Regions from separate parts of the Mus musculus genome. Here regions 2 and 3 are each linked to region 1. A link is a contact called in public HiChIP or PLAC-seq and promoter capture Hi-C data. All regions are on one chromosome and are shown on one strand. Each heading gives the region's core, a stretch centred on a gene start, on an enhancer-like site or on the middle of the called end of the contact. The rest is flanking DNA. Distances are from core to core; before and after follow the strand shown. Region 1 holds the start of Kdm2b (lysine (K)-specific demethylase 2B). Region 2 holds the start of P2rx4 (purinergic receptor P2X, ligand-gated ion channel 4). Region 3 holds the start of Atp2a2 (ATPase, Ca++ transporting, cardiac muscle, slow twitch 2).

Region 1 (4,798 bases), core at 2,208-4,707:
CCAGGGTCTCACAGTGAATGGGGATTCCTCCGGATTTAAAGGCAGATAACTTTGAGAAGCTTCTAGTTAGAAGCTAAGGGTCCCTTCTTCTGCATTTCAGCTCCCTCCCTCCAGTTTTGGGGCCAGATCTGAATTAACAAGCAAACTCCAAAGGCCCTTCTCCTTGCCTTTGAAAAGAAGCCAGGACAGCTTTAAGGATGCCCTTAGAGCTCCCTAGATGGTAACCTTCCTTCCCTGTCCACCCACACACCCCAACTCCCCACCCACCCACCCTCCAGTTTCAGCTTCCACAAATGGGCCTGAGAAGCAGCTCACAAATCCTGGCCTGAGGATTCCTGACAAATCACTAGGAGGGAGCGTTTGCACATTGTTTTCCCATAGGCTTTGCCAGGCCCGGTAAAGTGGAGGAGGAAAAAGACAAGAATTAAAATCCCATTTGTACCGAGAAAATAGAAACGCAGCTGGGGCTGGTACCCTGCTTTTTGGGTGAAATTTCTTAGGGGGGAAAAAACTACCCCCCCTCCCTAACTTCACCAGAGCCCCAGGAGGCGGTGAACACAAAAGAGAAACTTCAAAAAATGCAAAGCCGGGGACAGTCTCCTCTAGGGCTAACTTCAGGCCTCAGCCGCTCAAGCAGAACCTGGAAGAGGGAGGCGCTTCCCCCTGCTGTCAGCCCACTGCGAGCACAGGGGTTTCCAAGGGGGATGGGGGGAAAACACAAAATGGAAAATGAGTAATTGAAAGGAAACTTTAAAAAAGTCCACACACAGCTGGGGCGTAGTGGCGTATGCCTTTAATCCCAGCACTCAGGAGGCAGAGGCAGGTGGATTTCTGAGTTCCAGGACAGCCTGGTTTACAAAGTGAGTTCCAGGACAGGGCTATACAGAGAAACCCTGCCTCGAAAAACAAAAACAAAAACAAAACAAAACAAAGTCCACACAACCTAGGAAGGCGTGGGTAAACCAGAGCTTCTCCCAAACGCCAATCCTACAGGCCAAAATAGGTTCTGGGTCCAGAGTCTACAAAAGACCCCCTCAGGAGGTTCTGGGTTCCTAAGGCCTCAAACAGGAGTCTCACCCAACATGTCTAAGAAAAAATCCTCAGCCACACTGTCAGTAGGAGAGCCAGGGAGAACCCCAAAGCCAGGAGGTCCCTCAAAAACCGAAGCGTGTCCACCTTCTGCTTCTAACACCGGAAAGGCCAGAGAACACAGAGCTCTCATGTCGGGCATGGAAAAAGACCCTGTCTCCTCAGAGGTGCCTAAATCTTCCATTCAAACTGCCAAGGAACTGGGATCTTAGCTCCAGGCCTGAGCAGGTAATTTATCACATATACAAACTAGCCTCCCCTAATTCGGACTGTCAAGGTTGTAGAAAGCGCTAGAGGCTTCAGGCTTGGGGAGGAGGGGGTAGTGGCAATAATGCCCTGAACAACCACTTAGTCCCTTCTCCAATCCAGCAGGGCAGGGCCCAGGAAGGGAGAAAGGCACTGCAGACCCAAGGCTCAGACTCAAAGCTCAAAGGGGCGTAACCCTAACAACCGAAGGCGCTGCCTAAACCCAATTCCAGTTCCTAACCCGCGGGGCCCAGGTGATAGGAGTTTGGGGGGCCTTCAAACCTAAGGCCGTCAAGCCAATGGTCCCAGGGATGTCTGGAAGGGCTCCTGCCAGACACTGCACCTCTGGCAGCACAGAGAGCGCAACTGGCTTGGGAGAGTGAAGATGCTGCGCTCACGCCCTCCCTGGGTCCCTCTTAGTCCAATAGTCCCTTGGCAGTGACCACCCTGGTACTAATGATGGGTACAGTTAGGGCCTAGGCCCACGCCAGGCCCAGCCCTCTTCCTGCCTGCCCTCCTCCCTTACCACCCCCACCCCCACCCCCGGTGCTCAGTCTCGTTTCGTCACCGGATCCCCTGGAATGGGGGACGCGGGCGCGAAATACGAACCCAGCCACAGGCAGCTCCCTCCCCACGTGCGCGCTGGCCCTCTGCAGAGTGAAGCCAGGAGAGGGGGGTGCCTCACCTTTGCCTTCCATAGCATGCACGAAGTCCCCCTGGTATAACTGGCTACGTAGCTTCTCCTCCAGGCTGAAGCCACGGACGCTGACAATTTCCTCCACGTCCGACAAGTCTTCGTTCTCGTCGTATCTCTGGCGGTCAATCGCACGCTGCGGGGACCCAACCAGAGAACCCCGGACATTACTGAGAGGACTTGGGGGGGTCTCCTCTCACCCTGGGCCCACCAAGAACAGGTGCAAGAGTCGCGCGCCCACTGCACCCCAGCATTGCAATCTGAGCAACTTTGCGCAAATGCCAAAGATGCTGGAAAGCAGAAAAAGGGGCTCACACCCCCAAGGCCCGACTGCCCTTAAACGAAGCAATCCCTTCTTGCATCTTTGGAAGCTATGGAAATGGTATTTGGGGGCTTTCCTCTGCCCCCACGCCAAGTGATGTGCTAAGCTTTGCCCACTCGACTGGGAGCCTGGTTATGTAACCCCTGAAGGGGGCTCCGGGTATGAGCTGGCGGGGCAGATGTAGGCCCCGAGAGAAGCCGCTGCAGCAACCGGCTCCGCGGTAACAGCAGCCCTGGCGGCCACGGCGGCCAACCCGGGAAGCCGGAACCCAGGGCCGGCGGCATTACTAAGGCTGGAGCTGCTCCCGAGCTACAGAAAAGCTGGAAAGCTGAAACGGAAGGGTTGAGACCCTAACGGCCCCCGCCGACCGACCGCTAGTGCAAGAAGAGGAGGGGAGGGGAGGAGGTTAAGAATGTGGGGGGAGAGAGGCAGCCAGCCCACCACAAAGCTTCTATCAGAGACCCCAAAACGCACCAGCAGCTGCCTCATCTCCCCACGAGCGCGCGCGCACACTCACTTCCTAAGGAGACTCCCCCACCACTCCCCGCATCCTTCTTCCTCCTCCCTCCGCCGCTCAGCACCGAGCCCCGCAGCCCCCCAGATCCCAGGCGAACCCCGAGCCCGCTCAGTCCCTTCCACGCCTTTCGGCGTTGCCTCCTCCCCACTTAAGTGTCTGAGACCCTGAGCCTCACAAGAGACTGGAGGAGTAAGCTGCTTGCTTCCTTTTGCATGCAATTTATTATTTTTTTCCGGTCCTCTTGCAAAATACAGAAAAGGAAAGAAAAGGCAGCAAGAAACAACCAAAAAAATAAATAGATAGATAAATCGATCATATACCAGATACAGATTTGGGGGAGAAAAAAAAAGCTACACACCAATCTTCTTCCAGAGTCTTTCTCTGCCTCCATTTTTTTAGGAGAGTTCACCAATTAATTGTCAACACTCCTGCCCCCTGCATTTTGGCGGAGGGGGAAAGGAGGGAAGACCAAAGAAAAGAAAGCAAAAAAATAAATAAATAGAGCAAGCCAGAGCCGATATCTACAAAGTTTTGCACCAACACTTAAGCAGATCCGTTTGCAAAGTCCTAGGAAACCATTTTCAGCAGTTGTGGGGGGGGAGGCGTCGACGTCATAATCCCCGGAACGTAAACATTGTTGCCGATCGCGCTCGGAGCTTGCGGCTAGGCTAGTTGGGGAAAGGGGGGGCTCGGGTTGGGGGTGTCGGGGACCGCAGCCGTAGGAGGTGTGGGGCCAGAAGGGAGCCTGGGACGCACCGGGCGCTGTTAGCGCCTTGGCATCGCTGTTTTGTTGTTGGGTCACGAGTGCGCCTCTGCACGCAGGCGCCGCCGCCGCCCGGGAGCTGACTTTTGGAGGGCTGAGTTGCAGGCGGCGGGCGCATCCCAGAGATGGCGGGGCAGGGAGGGAGGGAAAGAGAGGAGGGGGTGGGGAGGGAGGTGCAGATTTGCACGGATGGCCTCAGCGGGAGGCGCGGAAATGCTAGCCAAGCCTGCTGGCGTGAAAGCCCCCGGGGCCTGGCACCCCCCAAAACGACCCCCCACCTCTGCCCCTGCCCCCTCTTGCTTGGGTTACGCAGGGCTGTCCCTCTCTTCCTTCACCCACCTTTCCTCATTACCTATGCTGGCGACCTAAATTCAAAGTATTTTGTATGTGTGATTTCTTTTTCTGTTTTGCTTTTCTACTGCATGCCTGGGGGGAGGGGCCAGCCTGTCCAGACCCTTATCCATTTGCGAACCTGCCATATGGAGGAGGCATCTGAGGGGCTCAGAAAGAAATTACCTCAGCACTGTATCTGTACAGACTGCATAACTTTTAAACTCCCGGGGCTGAAATAATAATATGGAGACACACGCACAGGTACAGGAAATACAGCCAGTCCACAGCCTTTTCAGACTGCAGCTGACCGGAAGAAAGCCTTTGGTTCATTCATTCGGATAGCCTCGGTAGTACAGCCCTGAAATAGAAGTTGGGCTTTTAAAGAGAAAGGAAAAAAAGTCTCTACACTCGCTGAGAAGAGATAAATCGATACACAGGAGGGAATAGAGAATCGGATTCAGCGTCTCTAATGCAGGCAGGCAAAAGGTAAGCCTCTCTCGTGTGGCAGTTTAAGAGAAAAGTGGTGGTTGTTTGTGGCTTTCTGGGGTACAGCAACCTTGATTGATCCATATTGTTTCTCAGCGGAGAAGGGGGGCAGCCTTTGTGAATATTCCTGGAGTAGCAGATCCCCAATGTTCCTCCGTCTTTTAAGTAGTGCTTGTGACTGCTTCCAGAATTGACTGACCCTCAGTGGTCCTGGAATTCCTTTAAGTTGAGAGAAATGCTGGCCCTAAACTTTGTTTCCCTCCGGGCCTCTTCCTTTCTTGCAAGGGCCTAATGACAGCATCACAAGGATGTTCTGAGAGACCTCCCAGGTGACGCTAGCTTGGCGTA
Region 2 (4,463 bases), core at 1,291-3,790, 280 kb before region 1:
TAATATTTTTTGTTTACTGTGTAAAGATTATTCTTGTAATATTCAAATGTCGATCTCTTTGCTCTTATATCTGTTACATGGCAAGCAGGGTACTGTAATGCTTATTCAAAGACATGCTGTCGCAAATTTGTGCAAACATTGCTCCCCATTTATTCTATTTGTCAATAAAAGCTCTATTAACCAATAACTGACTAGAGGAGAGAATAGGGCGGGACTTCTGCCAGTGGCGGTGGGGGCTGGGGGGTGAGGGGAGAAGGAAAGAAATATTCACCAAGTAGAGAGGGTCCAGGAGATACCATGAGAACAGACTGGAGCAGAGAGAGCCAGACTGATATTAAACTGCAAGTTTCTAGGCGGTTTTGGCTGGTTGACAGCCAGATTACCTTAGAGAATTAGAATAGATTAAGAGCTGCTTAGATCTTATACTGTAAAGCCTATTAAATAAATCTAATAGTTTCAGTCTCATTTATTTGAAAGCTAGCTGGGATAGAGAAAAAAAACTGTAAGACTTATAAAACTACTCATGACACACATCAAGTAGCTCACAACTGCCCACAACTCCAGTTCCACGAGATCCGGTGTCCTCTTGCACATATGCATGACACACGTCACATGCACACAAGTACCCATAATTAAAAATAAATCCTTTAAAGATGAATACATTTAAAAAAAATCAAGCCAGGCATGGTGGCGCACGCCTTTGATCCCAGCACTCTGGAGGCAGAGGCAGGCGGATTTCTGAGTTCGAGGCCAGCCTGGTCTACAGAGTGAGTTCCAGGACAGCCAGGGCTACACAGAGAAACCCTGTCTTGGGAAAAAAAAATCAAATAGGTATTACAAAATAAGAAGCAGTCAGGGCTGGAGATGTCACGCCAGAGCCTTTGTCCTGCGTGTGAGAAACTCAGGATGATGACCCAGTAAGACATAGAGAGTAGTGGTCAAGAAGAATTAAGGAAATATCACATGGCTTATATTTATTCTTTTGTCTCAGAATTTTCTCAAACAATGTACTAGGAGGGGGGCACGCACACGCTGGAGGACAATCGTGGGAGTTTGTTCTCTTTTTTTCCACCACTTATGTTCTAGGGATTAAACTCAGGTTGTCAAATTTGGCAGCATCTATCCTACTCACTGACTATAGACGGAAACAAGGTCTCACTCTATAGTTAGAACTAGGTATATAAACCAGGCTGGCTTTGAACTTGTGCCAATCCTCCCAGCTCTGCTTTCGGACTGCTGGGATAACAGGCATGTGCCACCACACCAGGCTGGCATGTTTTCCCACTAGGCCTTAGATTAAAACTCAAAATCATTCAAATCCCGTGATGAGTCGCTGGTAACAGGGCACTATGACTTGTGTATGAAGAGTTCTTCCCAAACCTTCATGTGTTGAAGGCTTCTTCCCTACGTGGGAGATAATGCTGAGAGGGGACTGGATGCTGAGAGACCTTAACATTGGGAGCTATGACATAACGGCAAATCTTATCTTAGCATTGGGAGGCGGTACAAAGGAGGTGAAGCCAGCTGGAATAACTAATTCCCTGGGACCTGGTGGTGGAAAGACACACCTTGTCCCCATGCCTTTCTGTAAGGTCCACCATGCTCTCTCAGATCCATGGAGCCAAGTGACCAGAAGCTGAAGCTAACTCAGATGAAATAAAAGATGCATGGAGCAGAAAATGAAAAGAACCGCGAGGAGTCTGATTAGAACCTCAAGCCTTGTGTATATTACCTGCTATATTTATACTGCACAGGGCTGAGATGCTCTCACTATGCTTGCTGGACAGTACCTGGTATAAGGGTACTTGGATGTATCTGTTACACTTAATATAAAACGCCTATTAAAAAAACTTCGGAAGGGAATGGATATATGTGACCTTAACAATGGTGTCTCCCCACGGGCTTGAATTTTTCCAATTCTCCCTAAGCTTGCGGTAAGCCATTCTCAATAGCAAGATGGCTACAGGGACCCCCCCCCACCCCCCAGGTGCTGGCTGTTGCCTCCTCTCAGGTGCAACTACGACAGTTATCTGACTAGGGGTAGGGACATGGATCGGCTTCAGGCCTAAGAGGGGTATATGGTGGCATTTGTGGCTGACTTCTGCAGACATCCTAGTACACCAGGTACTTATTCACCCACCCTATAGTTTCATAAAGCAGCACAGCGGGGCTCCCTCCACTACATCCAGATCAAGTTTGCCTCCTTCAGTCAGGGGACTGACTCTTCAGCACTCGGGTCCTCTAGGAATGTAACTCCTATCCAAGTTCCCCTGGCGCACGGCTCGTTATCCTATATCTGAACCGCAGAGCTGTCCTTTGCAACAGAACTCAACTGTCTGCCTTTCAATCCTAGGCCTGAGGGCGTCATTATCCTTGTCCCTCCGGGAGCTGACCTTGCTCCCTGCTCCAGAGGTAATTCGTCCCTTAGTGCTATACCACTCTTGCTTTTTAGATCGTCCCTTTGAGAGGGTCACGAGTTGGGGCGTCACCCTGGGGTGGCAGAGGGGGAGGAGACGCGCTCCTCAGGTCGCGCGCCGCCTATTTCCGGGCCGAGCTGCTGGGCGGGGCTGCTGCCCGGACCCGGTGGTGGTGGTGGCAGCGACAAGGCGACCCGCGGTGGCCACGACGCGGAGCAGCGGGCGGCGGAGCCATGGCAGGCTGCTGCTCCGTGCTCCGGGCTTTCCTGTTCGAGTACGACACGCCGCGCATCGTGCTCATCCGCAGCCGTAAAGTGGGGCTCATGAACCGCGTGGTGCAGCTGCTCATCCTGGCTTACGTCATTGGGTGAGCGGGCCTGGGGAGGGGCCGCGGCTGGGGGCAACCCAGACTGTCGGGACCTGGCAGCGCCCCCTTGCTCGCTCTCTGGGTCTGGGGCAATAGCTGAGCCGGCCAAGCCCCTCCTCCCCGAGTTCAAGGGGCGGCGACACGCCCTCGCCGGGCTCTAGCCAAGCCACCTGGAACCAGCTTGAACAGGACACTGGGGACTACTGGACGTCCTGGGAGCTAAGCCTCGTCTTAGCTAGACTGTCACCCCATCTTTCTCGCATCCTTCCCTCCCGACTTGCTTCATGCTGCGCCTTGGCTTGGTGGAGGGGCAGGGCAGGGAAGGCTTAACTCTGTGCGTCACGGACTTCTCTTCGGTTCCTTTTCAAACTCGGACAGAAACCAAGGCTTGTGGTTTTCATTCGGTACTTTCTGGGTCTGTGGTTTCTGTTACCTTAAGAAGCTTCTGATAACCCAGTACCCTTGAGATGTCACACTTCCCAAAAGTGTCCCAAGGTCACTTCCTTTGTTTTGTTGGATTGGTTGGGAATATGAGTACCCGCCTGATTTTGATTCTAAACTCTGCTCTTCATTACTGTTTATATATACCCTCCCATCACTAGGCGTTATGAAACGTTTAATTTTAATTGGATGCACCTGTAAGGCTGTAATACACCCCAGGAGAGATGGTGAACCTTACCTTGCCTCCTGGGCCCAATTTCAAGGTATTCGAGTGTCAACAGCTGCTAGCGTGACAGGTGGATCTGTTTTCTTACTAAAGGGCCTAAAGCACGGGTCCCCAAACAACACATTGGAGTCACTTAGGAATCCACAAAAAACACAGATAGATTGCCAATTCACAAACTGACTCAGAGCTGTAAGACCTCTGTGCCTGACCACACTCACCTGAGAAAGCTTTGTGTGGCCTTAGGTATATGAAATAGGTACACAGGTGGCTGGAGAGATGGCCCAGAGAGATGGTTAAGAATGCCTAAGATACAGCCTTTAATCCTAGCACTGGTGAGAGACAGGTAGGCAGATATCTATGAGTTCAAAGCCAGCCTGGTCTACATAGTTTCAGGACAACCAGAATTATTACAGTGTCCCAACTAAATAATAAATCAACAGGTCTCCTGCTTTGGTGTTAGGTCTGGAATCTGTTCAGACCGCCTAAGGGCATTCAAAAGAATGCAGAGGAGTTTCCGCTCACAAGGTTGTAGCTTCCACCATATGGAAGCGGTAGACACTAGATAAGACTCGCTGAAGCTGGAGGAGGCAGTAATCAGTATGTCTGCAATCCCAGTATTCATGGGGCTGAGGCAGAAGAATGCTCGCCTGAGCTATGTGAGCCCCTGTCTCCAAAAAACGTCCTCTTTAGCATGAGGCCTTGGAGTCATTCAGTCACCAGTACCTGAAAAACCCCTGGCCAGTATCTATTTTTTTTTTAAGATTTTTTTTTATTTTTATGTATATGAATACACTGTAGCTGTTCAGATGGTTGTGAGCCTTCATGTGGTTGTGGAGAATTGTATATAGGACCTCTGCTCGCTCCGGTCAACCCACTCCCTCAGTCTCTGACTGCTCCAGCCCAAAGATTTATTTATTATTTTTATTAAGTACCTGTAGCTGTCTTCAGACACACCAGAAGAGGGCGTCAGATCTCATTACAGGGGGTTGTGAGCCACCATGTGGTTGCTGGG
Region 3 (4,864 bases), core at 2,094-4,593, 490 kb before region 1:
ATTGAAAATGAACTTATATTTCAACTACCAACAGGCAATGTCTTCTCTATCACAAAAACTGTTAAGCACTTCAAATTTGAAAATTAGAATAAATTCCTAATTACTCCAAAGTAAAATTTATCTATAATCATTAATTCTGCTTGATAAAAAGTCAAACTGTCCACAAACAATTTGAAACCTTCTGAAATCCAATAGAAAATAACTTGGCACATATTTCACTTGTTCACTTCACATGTTCACTTGGCACATTTCTAAAACTGCTTCAAATAATATGAAAGGGACCAGTAAGAATGCATTTTGCCTACAGCTTGTATATATCATCTAGTTAATTTCTAATTCTAAGTCCTTGATGGCCTTAGTGAATGGCACCATTTAATGCGAAAGCAGAGACTTCCAGAATGATGTAGCCTGCATAAATACAAACCTTAAACAACCCCCACATATATAACTTATTTTAGCACATGGCAACACGCTCAAACTATAATCAACTCCATTTATCTTGTTTACAAATGAAACAACCACCTATTGGACAAAATTTTTAAAAATTAATCACAAAAAGATATTATATATAAGAAGTACAGAGTAAATAACTCAGCAGTATGCTGAATGGTCTCCTATGGGAATCTAATAAATTTTATTCAGTGAAAACCACAGGTGAAATTCTTACGAAATGAGCTAGCGAGTAAGGGGTACACAACACGTAGATGACAAACCAAAGTTTCAGGAGAAAATTCATGTATACAACTGCTCCTAAAAGTCCCCTTTGCTGCCAATTAACTATTATTTTAAAAATAGCTAAAAAATTAATCTTTCCTTTACCTGAATTCAGTAAGTTCTCTAAACAATCCTCTAAGCTAATGTTTTCATAGAGGCCATGACCACAGAACCCCTGGGTCAGACTTAAACGTGTGAATACATAATTGAAACCATACAGTTATCAGTTTTGTGAAACCTAAGACAAGTACTGTATGATTTTTCACTTCCTATCACAGTATAAGAATACAATGTTCTAAGAATAAAAATTGGCGTGTGTTATGAAGATTAAGAACATCTGCATACCATTATCACCATTTAAAAGAAACTATAAGGTCCACTGCCCAGGAAAAAAAAATCCTGGAGTAAAATGTTAATAACCTAGAACTACCCTTGCCGTCCCCATTAGCTTTTCTTAGGCAGGTCTCTCTCTGCATTTCTCTAGTTTCTTAGCAACCACACTGGCTCAAGCACATACAGAACAAGAAAGAAAGAAAGAAAAAAAAACAAACAAAAACCCCACCTTCACCTTTATTCCCTCTTTAATATTTAGAACCAAGAATACTGAACTTTGCTCTCTTACTCTAGGAATCACTCAAGACAGGGGTCCAGGTTAGATGCCACCCTAGAGGTCAGTGACCAAATTTGGTCAACAGTGGTGCCATCACTGCCGTCATCATTCTTGTCACTGTCAGGAACAACTGTCACCTTGCCACCACCAGGAAGGCAAAGCAACTGGAATATTCCTTTTGTACGATCTATTTACAGAGTGCCCAACATCATCGTAGTGTGATCTTACAACATGATAACAAATGGAAGAACCCCAACAGAAAAGGACTTAGAGTGAGGAACTTTCTGATACTAAAAACTGGTGAGACACAAGAATTCCAGAGACCCTGCGCAGTCAGGGGTCACCTCTCACTGCACTGTAACCTAAGCAAAACAGCTTCTATCATTTTCCCCCCTCTAATTCTTGAGTTATTTTGTTTGTTTGTTTTTAAACACGGAAACTCAATGGTAATTATTTATTTTCTGGTGTCCCAACGAAATTCTTTCAACTTTTATGGGGAGACAAAATAATTTTTTAAATACTTACGAAAGATATACATGCTGCCAGCAGTAAAATTCTAACTAGTAAGTCTTCAAACTGCTCAATCACAAGTTCCAGCAAGGTTTTTCCTGTTAGAAAAGGAAAGGAAAAAAAAAAAAAAAAAAAACAAACCATTTGTTTCAATTGTCCACATCAATCAGCCTGCACACATCATCTCTCCAAAATAACATGTTAATATTATTTACCTTCTTCAGCCGGCAATTCTAGAAGGCCGAAATTCGACAGCAACGTGTCAGGAGGAAAGCAGAAAGAAAAATGAAGATATTGTATTAGCGCTTTTATTAAAAACTGCTAAATTCACCACCATCGTTGTCTGAATGGCGGATATAGGTGTATGAACGTACAACAATCTGTCTCCACTTTGATACCCCGAGAAAATTATTCAGCCCTGGTAATCAGTGGCCTCGGAACTGCCCGTAAGCCCTCTCCGGCCTCCAGGACCATGCAGTCATTTCAGCTGGGTCATCACTTCTGCCAGATGTGCAACTTTGGGGAGCACAAGAAACGGTCCGAGGGTTTCTCAACAACATCGACGCCTCATAAATCCGCGGGGGACTCAGCCCAGCCGCAGGAACCTCCTCCCTCCTTCCCACTCCCTCTCCCCCCCCCCCAATCCGACTCGCTGAGCGCCGGCCGGGAAGGTCACCGGCTCGAGACCCCTAGAGGTCGGCGATGGCCCAGACCCGCGCGTGGACCGCCCGGCCTCTCGCAGCCGTCGGGCGCCGCGCCGAGCCAAGCCCCACGAGGTGGAGCCGGGTCAGCCATCTTCCTTGGCGCTCGGGCCCGCGCCGCGCCGCTGCAGCCCCGGCGCCCCGCACCTACCGTTGGAGCCCCATCTCTCCTTGAGCTTCTTGACCTGCTCCAAGCTCAGCCCCGTGCTCTCGTTGACCCCGAAGTGGCCCAGCACCTCCTCCACGGTCTTTGTGTGAGCGTTCTCCATGGCTGCGGGGGCCCCGGCCGGCCTCGCCTCGCGTCCCCGCGGCCTCCTCGCCTACCGCCTCGCACTCCGGCCGCGGGCTCGTGCCACCGCGGGCGCCCGGGCGCGGACAGCTGTCCCCTCCTTTTTCTTCTCCTCCTCCTCCTCCGCGGCGGCGGCGGCCGCTTCCGCCTGACCGGGGCGCTGAATCACCCGAGCCCCCTCCCCCAGAAACCGCCGCACGCGGCCCGGCCTCGCCGAGCCCGCCCGAGGGACTGCGAGCCTCCCGCCCCGCCGCGAGTGTGGGTCGCTTCAGCAGCTGCCAGCCGGCCGCGGGCAGCGCAGGCCCCGGGCGCTGCGCCGAGGAGACGGGGCGCAGATGAGGAGCGGCGCCGGGCCGAGCCCTCGGCGCCGGGAACCGCGAGGCAGGCGACGGGAGAGGAGCTGCGCGGCGCGCCGGCCCGAGCCCCTCAGCTCTGCACCCCCGACAGCGGCGGCGGAGGGAACTGCGGCGGAGGAGACGGGAGGTGGCGGCGTCGGGGACGGCTCCGCGGAGGCTGCTCTAATAGCATTTATCCGCCGCTGCCTCCCCTCTCGCCGCCGCCGCGGCATGTGGACGCCGCTCATTGGCCGAGAGAGCCCCCAGCGCGGCGCGGGCGGCGCGGCCCCGCCCCCTCCTCCGGCGCCCTCCCGCGCGCGCGCACCGCGCGCCCACGCCGCCAGCAGGCCCCGCCTCCTCCCGCGCGCCGCCCCCCAGGAACCCGGATCGAGGCCGCGCGCGGCGCCTGTGCGCGCGCACGGGGCCAGGGCCACCTCTGCGTCCACGCTGTGCTCGATGCGCTGCGGCCACCGGCGCGGGCGGAGGGTGAGCCTGACTTTTCCGGGGCCACGGCTTTTCCCGTATCGACCGCGCGCGGGGATAGAGCGCGGAGTTCACGGGTGGGCGCTCTGTGCTGGTTGCCCTGCCGCTGAGGTTGGGGACTGGCTGGGACCGCGCATTGGCAGGGAGGCTCGGGAACGCAGGGGGGCCGAGGCGCGCTCGCACTGGTGTCCTTGGCTTGCCTCCGCGTCCTGGGCAGCGCGAGCCGTGCTCTGCATCCTAATGTCTCCTTCAGAGCCCCCCTCAGCAACCAAGGGGAGGAATTCCGCAGTTCCCTTCCCACACAGCCAAAAGCGCTCATCTGTCGCCTCGGGAACACCGCATCCCACACCCCCAGCCGAAAGCCTCATCTCCATCGCACGCCAACACCAGCCCTTCCTTCCCCTGCGGGTTCTGTGCCCCGACAGGGAATCCCACTCTTGGGGGAGGAAGGAGGAAGTTTTATTTCGTTTTTAGTAGCTCACACAGCCTTTGACACACGTCTGCATAGAAGTCACAGGTTATGCTGTAGCAGCTATGCTAGGTGGCTTGGCTTTGGCTTCCAAATGATGGCTGCTATATAAGACTTCCACTTCCCCCAATGCGAGAGAAGGAGCCTTCAATCCCAAATCTATTCTTAAACCACAGATCATCTGTTGTTTCTGTGAGGTCTGTACAGAGCCTAGCATGCAAGGTAATTTTGCCAATATAAAGAGGCTATACGGAGCCCGCCTGTGATCCCACGAACAGAAGTGGAAGCCACGGGATCAAGAGTTCAAGGTCATGGACAGACACTGAAGGAGTTTAGGAGCAGTCTTCCACGTTGGACCTTGTCTAAAACATACAAAATAAATTTAAAAAGCAGAGGAATGTGGGAAGCCATACTTAACAGGGAGGAGGCCCTTTGCATTGAATTTGCAAATATCTTCACAAAATGCGGCTTCATGAAGGGCATAGATTGCAAAATAAAGCATTTCATCTTCTTGAGTGTTTAGCAACGCCACCCCCCCCCCCCAATCACTTGAGACGTCCCACAAGGCTCCGCCTCAAGACTTAAGATAGATTCCTTCAGCAGATGCAAATCATGGTGCTTTACCCGACTGAAAAAAAAAATCAAGTACGTCACTTCATTTAATTATTTCCAAGGAGTGGAGGCTGGCACGCAGTTCTGATTGATACTTGGAACAGGACCAACAGAACCCTACACGAAACAAACAAACAAAAA

The links. Promoter capture Hi-C pulls out the DNA fragments that hold promoters and counts their contacts. HiChIP or PLAC-seq counts read pairs in DNA pulled down with a chosen protein or histone mark.
Region 2: a promoter capture Hi-C map of liver shows a contact between it and region 1, with 2.5 times the contacts expected there. The contact joins the promoter of P2rx4 here to the promoter of Kdm2b in region 1. A contact is called at or near these places in 3 of 39 promoter capture datasets (liver and pre-B cells), 2 of 115 datasets of contacts at active chromatin or transcription factors (embryonic stem cells and microglia) and 1 of 9 other capture datasets (pancreatic islet).
Region 3: an H3K27ac HiChIP or PLAC-seq map of microglia shows a contact between it and region 1, with 7 times the contacts expected there. The contact joins the promoter of Atp2a2 here to the promoter of Kdm2b in region 1. A contact is called at or near these places in 4 of 39 promoter capture datasets (hematopoietic stem and progenitor cells, hippocampal neurons and liver), 3 of 484 Hi-C or Micro-C datasets (all in embryonic stem cells) and 2 of 115 datasets of contacts at active chromatin or transcription factors (microglia and pancreatic cancer cells).

The regions. Positions count from the first base shown.
Region 1 is chr5:122,985,642-122,990,439 of GRCm38.p6, forward strand. It overlaps Kdm2b (lysine (K)-specific demethylase 2B), which reads right to left and starts at 3,458. Exons shown (of 23, transcript NM_001003953.2): 1 at 3,227-3,458; 2 at 2,021-2,165. The coding sequence starts at 3,259. It overlaps A930024E05Rik (RIKEN cDNA A930024E05 gene), which reads left to right and starts at 3,713. Exons shown (of 3, transcript NR_045820.1): 1 at 3,713-4,450.
Region 2 is chr5:122,705,004-122,709,466 of GRCm38.p6, forward strand. It overlaps P2rx4 (purinergic receptor P2X, ligand-gated ion channel 4), which reads left to right and starts at 2,541. Exons shown (of 12, transcript NM_011026.3): 1 at 2,541-2,784. The coding sequence starts at 2,651.
Region 3 is chr5:122,498,882-122,503,745 of GRCm38.p6, forward strand. Atp2a2 (ATPase, Ca++ transporting, cardiac muscle, slow twitch 2) reads right to left here and starts at 3,344. Exons shown (of 20, transcript NM_001110140.3): 1 at 2,687-3,344; 2 at 2,050-2,067; 3 at 1,850-1,932. The coding sequence starts at 2,804.